2 separate regions of the Sus scrofa genome follow, and region 1 is linked to region 2. Evidence: chromatin contacts called from public Hi-C data. All regions are on one chromosome and are shown on one strand. Each heading gives the region's core, a stretch centred on a gene start, on an enhancer-like site or on the middle of the called end of the contact. The rest is flanking DNA. Distances are from core to core; before and after follow the strand shown.

Evidence for each region. Hi-C and Micro-C count contacts between places; a contact is called where the count stands out from the background.
Region 1: a contact with region 2 is called in a Hi-C map of subcutaneous adipose tissue, with 2.6 times the contacts expected there. The contact joins the promoter of GNAQ here to the enhancer-like site in region 2. A contact is called at or near these places in 3 of 5 promoter capture datasets (fetal liver, liver and skeletal muscle), 21 of 47 Hi-C or Micro-C datasets (adipocytes, alveolar macrophages, embryonic fibroblasts and 13 more) and 1 of 2 datasets of contacts at active chromatin or transcription factors (skeletal muscle).

Annotation. Positions count from the first base shown.
Region 1 is chr1:230,904,143-230,908,448 of Sscrofa11.1, reverse strand. GNAQ (G protein subunit alpha q) reads left to right here and starts at 1,461. Exons shown (of 7, transcript NM_001038623.1): 1 at 1,461-1,612. The coding sequence starts at 1,477.
Region 2 is chr1:230,368,106-230,372,631 of Sscrofa11.1, reverse strand. All of the region lies in intron 2 of GNA14 (G protein subunit alpha 14), which reads left to right. Among named protein-coding and RNA genes, the nearest start is that of GNA14, 170 kb to the left of the region's middle. Within about 2 kb of position 2,656, at least 15 of the 83 cell types and tissues checked have an H3K27ac peak or open chromatin away from gene starts, as enhancers often do. A contact at or near this core is called in retroperitoneal adipose tissue and subcutaneous adipose tissue, where this site is marked.

The DNA.
Region 1 (4,306 bases), core at 212-2,711, 540 kb before region 2:
ATCTCCAGTAACTTCGTGGAATGTTTCTCCTATTAATCTTCCCCGTCCCTCTCCAAGAGCCAGTGACAATTCCTTCTTTCCTCCAGTAGCACTCCAAGATTGAATGTATTTTATTTTCTGTGATTGAACTGGGGGTCTGAGGTGACGCGAGATACTTTCTAACCAAATGGCGTTTTAGAAATAGGAACTGGAGAGAACAGTGAACTGGGCGAAGAGCCGCCCGGCAAAGCGGATCTGCGGGCGGGGGACGCGAGCGCCGCGGGCACCTTCAGAGTGCGGCCGGGTGTTCACAGCGCCGGCCGGTGCACGGGGCTCGCTGGGCTGAGTCCCGCGCCTTCCCGGTGGGGCCGCCGCCGCGTTCCGGGGCCGGTGGGCAGAAGGCGGGCGGAGGCCGCCATATTCCCGTTTTACCACGCCCGGGCGGTCGGCCGGCAGCTGCAGGTTGGCGGCGGCCCGGGCTGCGCCTCGGCGACCCGGCCCCGCCCCCCCGCCAGGGACTGCCTTGATCGCTGAGCCCGCGGGCCAGACCCCGGGCGCGGGAGCGGGAGGCGCCCGCAGAGTCCGAGGGGCCCGGTGCAGCCGCCGAGCGGCGCGAGCGAGGCGAGAGCCGCACTGGGAGGCGCGCCGTGTCGGCTGCGAGCCCAGGAAAGCCTTCCAGGAGGGGCCGGGAGGCACCGCCTCCCGCTCCCCTCCTCCCGCGCCCACTCCCTCCCTCCTCCTCCTCTTGCCGCCGCCGCCGCCGCCTCCCTCCCGGATCTGTGCTCTAGTTCAGAGAAGAAGAAAATGTGTGTGTGTGGCGAGGGGGAGGGCGAGCACTGAGCAGCAGCTCCGCGCCTGGCAATCGAGGCCGGGGGTGGGCGTCTGGCGGGGGCGGAGGCGGAGGCGGAGGAGCGCGCGGCGGCCGGGCGGGCCGGCTAGCCGGGTTTGCGCGCGAGCCGGGCGGTGGGCGCGGGCAGGGCCGAGGGCACCCGGGAGCCGTGTCAGGCAGCGGTGAGGAGCAGGCGCGCCAGGCGTGGGGAGCCGTCGGCGGCCGCTCGCTGCGGGGACGCCCCGGTGGATGTGCTCTCGCCGCCGGGCGCACGGCTTAGGGGAGCCTCGGCGGCGGCGGCGGCGGCGCGGGGGGCGAGGCGGGCCGCCCATTCCCGGGGAAGGAGGCGCGGGCGTCTGAGCGAGGCCGGGCGCGGCGGCCTTCCCTAGCGCGCCCCCCGAGCCAGCGCCCGCGGCCGCCTCCCGCGCCCGCCTCGCTCCTCCCGGCAGCCCGAGCCGCACGCTCCCGCCGCACCCCCGGCCCACCTGGTGGCCCCGGCCCTCGCCGCGGACCCCGCGGCGGTTCCCCGAGCTCGTCCAGGACGCGCGCCCGGGCGGCGGGGGCTCGGCGGCCACCGCTGCCTCGGGGGAGCGAGGGCGGGAGGGTGTGTGTGCGCGCTTGTTGAGCAGGGGGTGCCGGCGGGGCTGCAGCGGAGGCACTTTGGAAGAATGACTCTGGAGTCCATCATGGCGTGCTGCCTGAGCGAGGAGGCCAAGGAAGCCCGGAGGATCAACGACGAGATTGAGCGGCAGCTCCGCAGGGACAAGCGGGACGCCCGCCGAGAGCTCAAGTTGCTGCTGCTCGGTGAGTACTGCCTGGGCTGGCCGCCGCGGGCCCTCCCGCCGGGCCTCTGTGCCCCCTGCCCGCCACCCTCAGGCCCCGGGACCGCGGCCCCCGCCCCCGGGCGCCTGCGGCTCGCTCCGGCCCTCCCCGGGCGCGCCCCCGGACACTTCCCGCACTCGCGCGGGCGCGCACACGCCCGCGCGCGCGCGCAGAAGGGTAGGGGCTGCCCTGCCCAGGGCCTTGGCGTGTGCCTTTTGGTATCCCTGAGGGCTGTGCACTCGCGATGCGCGTTTATCTGCGGTGCATCTGCTACCTAGCAGATTGCTTCGGGGAGAGGCACGGTGGTGGGGTGGTGGGCTGAAGGATTGAACTTCCAGTGTCGTGGCCCTGGCGCCCGGTGGGGTGGTGGAGTTGGGGAGCTGTGTGTGTGTGGCCCCAGGGTGACGAGCGGAGCCAGGGCACGTTGTGGGATGGCGTGCAGTGGGGTAGCCTGTTTGCAGCCATTGTCAGTGCTTTGGGGGTCGAGAGGGAATGGTGGAACGGTGGGCACACTCGCGGCTGGATTCTCCAAGGAGTGATGTTGAGGGAGCCCAGTGGTTGGCTCTTCGAAGAAAGGGGCTTATGTATTGGGGCGGGGGGAGGCGGGGAGGCAAGCCCAGATGTGTCACACGAGTGCACCAGACCACCAAAAGGAGGGACCCAGAAGAGTTTCTTTATGGTGACAGGAATGTTTCTCCACCATTCTTTTCAGATAAAGATGAGGGGATATAGGAGATTGTGCGATGTGGTTGTTGACAGCGACGGGTATCTTTTGTTTAATGAGGCAACCCAGATGTAGGCCTGAATTCACAGTAGTTACTACTGAAAGCCAGTACAGCCTCTCAATTACTCCCATGGAAACAAATAGAAACCTTTTGTTTAAAACGGACAGGATTTTAATATCTTTGGAATCTGGGCTAGAAGGAAAACGGGAAGTGAACAGCAAAAATTTCTCTTTAATTTCTAAAAAATAACCCATCATTTTGTCCTAACACTAAGTTAGCAAGAAAATACCATTTCTCGTCTAGGAATTTTATTGATTATTATCTCTGAGAGAATGTTCAGAATCAACGTTCACATACAAATCAGGGCGACATAACTCTGAGCTATTGTGGTAGGAAGAACAAACAGCTTTGCAGTAACAGGCCTGAAAAATGTCTCTACTTGTGTTGTGGATATTTGCGTGTATAATAAATATGTTTCTCAGACATTTCTGGGAGAAAAGAATATTATATTGTCAATTCTGATTTGAGAAGCATGCATTTTCTTTCTTATCTTGAGCATTCCATCTCCTGGTTCAAGGAACCAATTGCCTTTGGGAAGGAACTGCTTATGTACTGGATTATTTACAAGAAGGAACAAAATATAATGATGACAAATAGTTACAAATGGTTAATTCACATGACATGTTTAATGTCTTCATTTTGAAAATGAGATTAGATAAATGTGCACATGTTTTTAAGGAACAGAAGGCAAACCCTGGATAAAAGGGGTGGGCTTTAGGGAATGAAGCCAGGGAAGGGGAAAAACTGCAATTGGAAAAGGAAGGTCTTTTTATTTTTAGTTTTATTCTCATTTTGAGCTACTTCTAATGGCTGAAAAGGTGTAGTTGATTGTTTTCTGTATTCTCAAGAATGAGAAGACAGGGCAAGAGAAATGTATAGAGTTGGTTAAGTGTATGATTAAGGGGAAAAGCATGTGTGACTTTAGAATGGTTTTTCTTTTGCCCTGTTTACTGTCTTTATTTGTTTCTGTTCAGCTGTGAATAGGGCGTTTGAGGTCTCAAGCCTACCCCATTGCTGAAATGTGGGTTCCTAACAGCTATGAGTTAGAGCTCAGGGGTTTGTCTGAGAGCCTAGGTTTGAATAGGAGGAGGGCTTTGGGGGAAATACCCATAGATGGATGCTTACTTACATATATACTGTGTATTTAAGTGACATATTGTGCTTTAAGTATTGAACTTGGAGATAATTTTATGAGGAAAAAATTAAAATAGTTTTACTCTTGAAGTAGTAGTGTGAAGAACTCCCCCCCATTAGATCTTTTGAGTAGGATTTAATACAGCCCCACCTCAGCTCCCTAATATGGCCTAGTAGAAGTGGTTAAAAAAAAAGGACATCCATCTAGCACCTACATTTATTAGTAGCATTTAAAAAGCATACAGCTTTCTGTTATTTACAAGAAATAAATAATATACGTGTTCATGTCTAGGTATGTTGCTTTTGTAACATAACTACTGCAGAACCTACACTATTTACATTGTCAGAGTTATATACTAAATGTAGGTTTGTGTGTGTGTATGCATGTGATTTCACGTTTCCTTGAGTCTAGGAGAGAAGTGATGAATGATTTGAACCGGGGGAAGGTCCTGGGAAGGGGTTCCCTTTGAGGAACTACTGATGTGCTGCTTTGATAAGTGCACCAAACCTTCATTCATAAAACCTCTCCAAAGCTTTACCAATATTTTTAACTACTTCATTTAAATTGAGGAGTCGCCCTTTTGTTTAAATGAAATTCAGTGTAAAATTATCTTCAAAATTTTAGTTCAAAGCATGACGCCATTTTAATGGATTTATTTGGCAGGGGCCCCTTGCATTTGTTCACATAATTAGTCAGTTTTATATATTAATAATTGGAGAAATTAGAAAGAGAAAATAGTGGTTACCTGCTTGGATG
Region 2 (4,526 bases), core at 1,407-3,906:
GTAGCAGATCTGGTGGAGGAATTTGGTATTTGGGGATCTGTGGATGATGCCAGGGGCGGGGTGGGGGTTCTGCAGAAATAGTGAGCTCAGCCTTTCCTGACCAAAGTTAGGGACCTCTAGACAGATTTCATCCGACTATTCAGGAGGGAGCAGATAGCAAGAGCCACAGGGCCTTCCGCTGCAGGAGAACCCTCTGTTCCCAGTGTTCTACTCACTAGCCCTGGCTGCGGGTGAGCTTGCAGAGAAAAGAAACTGCCCATCTATTATGAGGCACAGCGCCTGGTTGGCCTGGCTGAGCCCAGGCCCAGGGAAAGAGAGCTGGCAGTCACAATAGAGGTCTTGGCAGGGTCTGCTCCTTCTTGCAGCTCTGTGGGGGAATCTATTCTGTGCCTTCCCCCTGGCTCCTGGCAATCCGGCCTGCCGTCTCTGGGTTTGTAGAAACGTCAGGCCGGTCCCTGCCCCCATCTTCACGTCACCTTCTTCCCTGTGTCTGGGTGTGTCCTCTTCTGTCTCTAACAAGGACCTCTCATTGAATTTAGAGCCCACAGGAATCCAGTATGATCTCATCTCTATACTTTTTTTTTTTAGGGCCGCACCTGTGGCATATGGACGTTCTCAGGCTAGGGGTCAAATTGGAGTTATAGCTACTGGCCTACACCACAGCCACAGTGATGCAGGATCCAAGCCACATCTGCGACCTAAACCACAGCTCACAGCAGTGCCAGATCCTTAACCCGCTGAGTGAAGCCAGGGGTAGAACCCACATCCTCATGAATATTAGTTGGGTTTGTAACCCACTGAGCCATGATGGGAACTCCTTGATTCTTAATTATACCTGCACAGGCACCGTTTCCAAATCTGGTCACATTCTGAGGTGACATAAATTTGATGGGGACACTATTCACCTCACTCGACTTGGGGAGAGCTTTCTGACAGCTTTGTAGGGTGGGGAACCATAGGAGGGAAACCAAAGCAGAGAAGGAACTGAACTTCAGGAACTGGGCAAGGAGCACTCCTAGCACAGATGGGGGTGGGGGGGATATGCTCCATGGGGTGTCCCACGTGACTCATTGGTGGCCTCCTAGGACCACGCATGGCTTGGTGGGCAGGTCTTCTCACCCTGAGTCACCCCAAGGTAGGGAGTCGGGTCAGAGCATCGAAATGCCTGGCAGAAGGCAGCTGTGAGATGCCAGCAGGATAAAAAGGCACTTTGTAGGCCCCGTGGTTGTGAGAAAGCTTTGTACCTGTAGGTCAGGGGAGCTTGGGGTTGAATAAGGACACATTATTATGCTTGGCGACCGAGAAGCTGATTTGACATTTGGAAAAGAAAAAAAAATAAAATAAATAAAACAAATGAAAATTGTTGAGGGATCAGGCATTGCTGAGATTTCATAAAGAGCAAGAGAAATCATGGCCTAGCCTCCCCTGCAAGTTGGATTGGGGTTGGGGTGGGGAGGCTCAGGAGTTTGTGGGTGGAACCTTGGGGATGGGGCTGCTGAGAGTGGTGAAGTTTCCTCAGGCCTGAGACGGTGGGTGGGGCCACCAATGGGGGGCTGGGAGAGCACATGGGACACATTGTGGTGGGGAGAGGGGGGGGAGAGCTCATGGGGCCCCGTGGAAGGAGTGCAGTTGTGGATTTGTGCACAGATGCAGGAAAGAGCTTGTGGAGGCAAAGAGAAGGTGAGACCAAATGTCACTGTGGCTGAAATCTGCAGGCGGGAGGGTTCCCAGGCACGGGAGGCTTGTGCTGAGCTCTGGGCCATGTCATAGTAAGACAACCCCTCTGTTCCTTACTTTGTCTTTTCTAAAACTGTGGTGAAACAGACAGCAGGAAATGCATCATTATCACCTTCTTTCATTTGGGGATAGTAGATACATTCACACTGTGTGGCCTGTCCCTCCCTATCCTGTGTGAGGGTGGAGGACAGTGGTGCATGTGTGGCACTTAATGTTGGAGACAGCAAAAGTCCCATGAGAAGGTGGCCTGGCGTCCTCGGTGAAGGGGAGAAAATGTTGATCCTCTGTGGCTTGTTTGTGCAGATAAATGGACTATCTAGAACCCGGGTGAGCAGGGCAGAGACATGATTCAGAAGCAAATGGGCACTGATTTCTGATTGCTCTCCTTGAGGAAGAAGCCTGGCTAATGCCAAATTTGCTTTGAAAGCCCGGGAAAAGGCCCTGAAATGGATCGACAGTCCCCGATACAGAAGCAGTCAGATTTCTTCAGTGTCTTTACTATGGTAAAATACTAGGGTAAATTGAAAAGATACTTTAGCCCAAGTTCTTCTCAAATACATGGGCATACTTAGACTTAAAGCGTATCAGCTGTGTATCTGAAACTCAAATGCTGTCCCCTATTTTTATTTGATAATCATATTCTGAGGAAACTTTGATATCTGGGCTACTTAAATCCAGAACTTAGGCAAACTGTACCCAGTTGTAGTGGGGTCAGAAACACCACAGGCTCACACACAGGTGGTCAGTCCTTCCCAGCACCCCCCCCAAATACTCCTCAGGCCATACAGAGTTCTGGGGAGACGTCTCTTCCCTCCTCGAAGCTGTCCACTTAGTTCTGGTTTTCATATACAGAGAGTGGGGAGTGGTTGAGAGAGGACAACATGGGTCAGCTGCTGCCCCCTAGAGGCAGCCACCCGCTCCATCGTCCTATTTGGAGGGAGCCCAGGACCTACGCTGCGAAGGTCAGGGGGCGCTAGAAGAGGCTCCACAGAGCGGAAGATTTCCCAAAGATGGGAAACCTGCGATGCCCTGCTCTCCTAACACCACTCCCAGTCCGAAATGCCTGTGGGTTCTCACTGCAAAAGGAAAACAACAACCAAATATGCATCCAGGATTAAAACCACCATTTCGAAAGCACATCATTAAAGTAAGCTGTGAGCCAAATATTTGTTGTGGTGTGTTTAAGAGTTTTTCAAGCTATTGAAAAGAACGGAAAAAGTGAATTACCAAAAAAAAAGAAAGAAAGAAAAAACAAAAACACCCCAGAGCAAGGAATGTTTTTGGATGACTCTCTGGGAAATGTGTGGCAATTTTTTTTTCAGGAGTATAATTTCCGTGGGAGGGAACACTATTGCAGAACTAGATGCAAAGCATCACCGGAGTGTGATTTTGAGAGTTTACAGGGTGGCTAGGTGGGGCAGAGTGTCTATAACCAAGAGAGATGTGCATTTGAAGTGAAAGGCACATCAGTTGGAAATGTGAGCACCTGAAACAGCATGTTCAATTCACTGCAAAGAGTGGGACAACCTCATGCAGTTCCCTGGATTCATTGGGAACTGGTTGTCCTCTCAAGCACTTTTTTACACACAAGGGCCTTGCTTCTCAGCCACATGGAGCTGCCAGTTAGAGCATCAAGGGAGTAAGATGGACAGCTTGGACCGTTGGACTCAGTCCTGTTACTACTCGTTTGCTTATAACTACTAGAAACAACTTAACCTCTCTTGTTACTTTTTATACACTTCAAAGGACATGCCAATAAAATTTGAATTTATAAGCACTGCCCTCCAAGTGGTTAATATTCTATTAGCCTTGAAAGTAGCAAGAGGGAGTTCCCTGGTGGTCTAGCACTTGCACTGCTGTAGCCCAGATTCAGTCCCTGGTCTGGGCACTGAGATCCCACATGAATCCACTGCACACCATGGCAAAAAAAATAAATAAAGCAGCAAGGATGTGCCTTCCACTAAACTCTAACTCTCAAGCTCTTTCTCTCACTCTTGTTCACTAATCCTTCCTATTAAAGAGTGAGAATTTCTGTGTCTTTAGCCAGTTATTATTAATTTCTTTATTTCCCCAATACATAATTTTTTTCTACTGTAGAGCAAGGTGACCCAGTTACACATACATGTATACATTCTTTTTTCTCACATTATCATGCTCCATCATAAGTGACTGGACATAGTTCCCAGTGCTATACAGCAGGATCTCATTTCTAATCTATTCCAAAGACAATAGTCTGCATCTATTAACCCCAAGCTCCCAATCCATCCCATTCCTCCACCTTCCCCTTGGCAACCACAAGTCTATTCTCCAAGTCCATGATTTTCTTTTCTGTAGGTTCATTTGTGCCATATATTAGATTCCAGATGTAAGTGATATCGTATGGTATTTGTCTTTTTCTTTCTGACTTCACTCAGTATGAGAGTCTCTAGTTCCATCCATGTTGCTGCAAATGGCATTATTTTGTTCTTTTTTATGGCTGAGTAGTATTCCACTGTGTATATATACCAGCATCTTGCTAATCCAGTCATCTGTCAAGGGCATCTAGATTGTCAGTTGCTGTAACTTCAGGATGCGGTGTATAAAGCACCACAGCGAGTTTTCTGTCAGCAGATGCAATCAGAGAAGCTGTCACTAGGTGGTGTCCTGAGTCATAATGGAATGAACCACATGGGCAGACTCTCCCTACTCTATTTATGAGCCTTGTTAAGCCTGTAGACTAATTAGTGAAGCTTACTTTTTCTATAAACTCACATTGATATTGATATGTATATACACCACCACTAACAGTC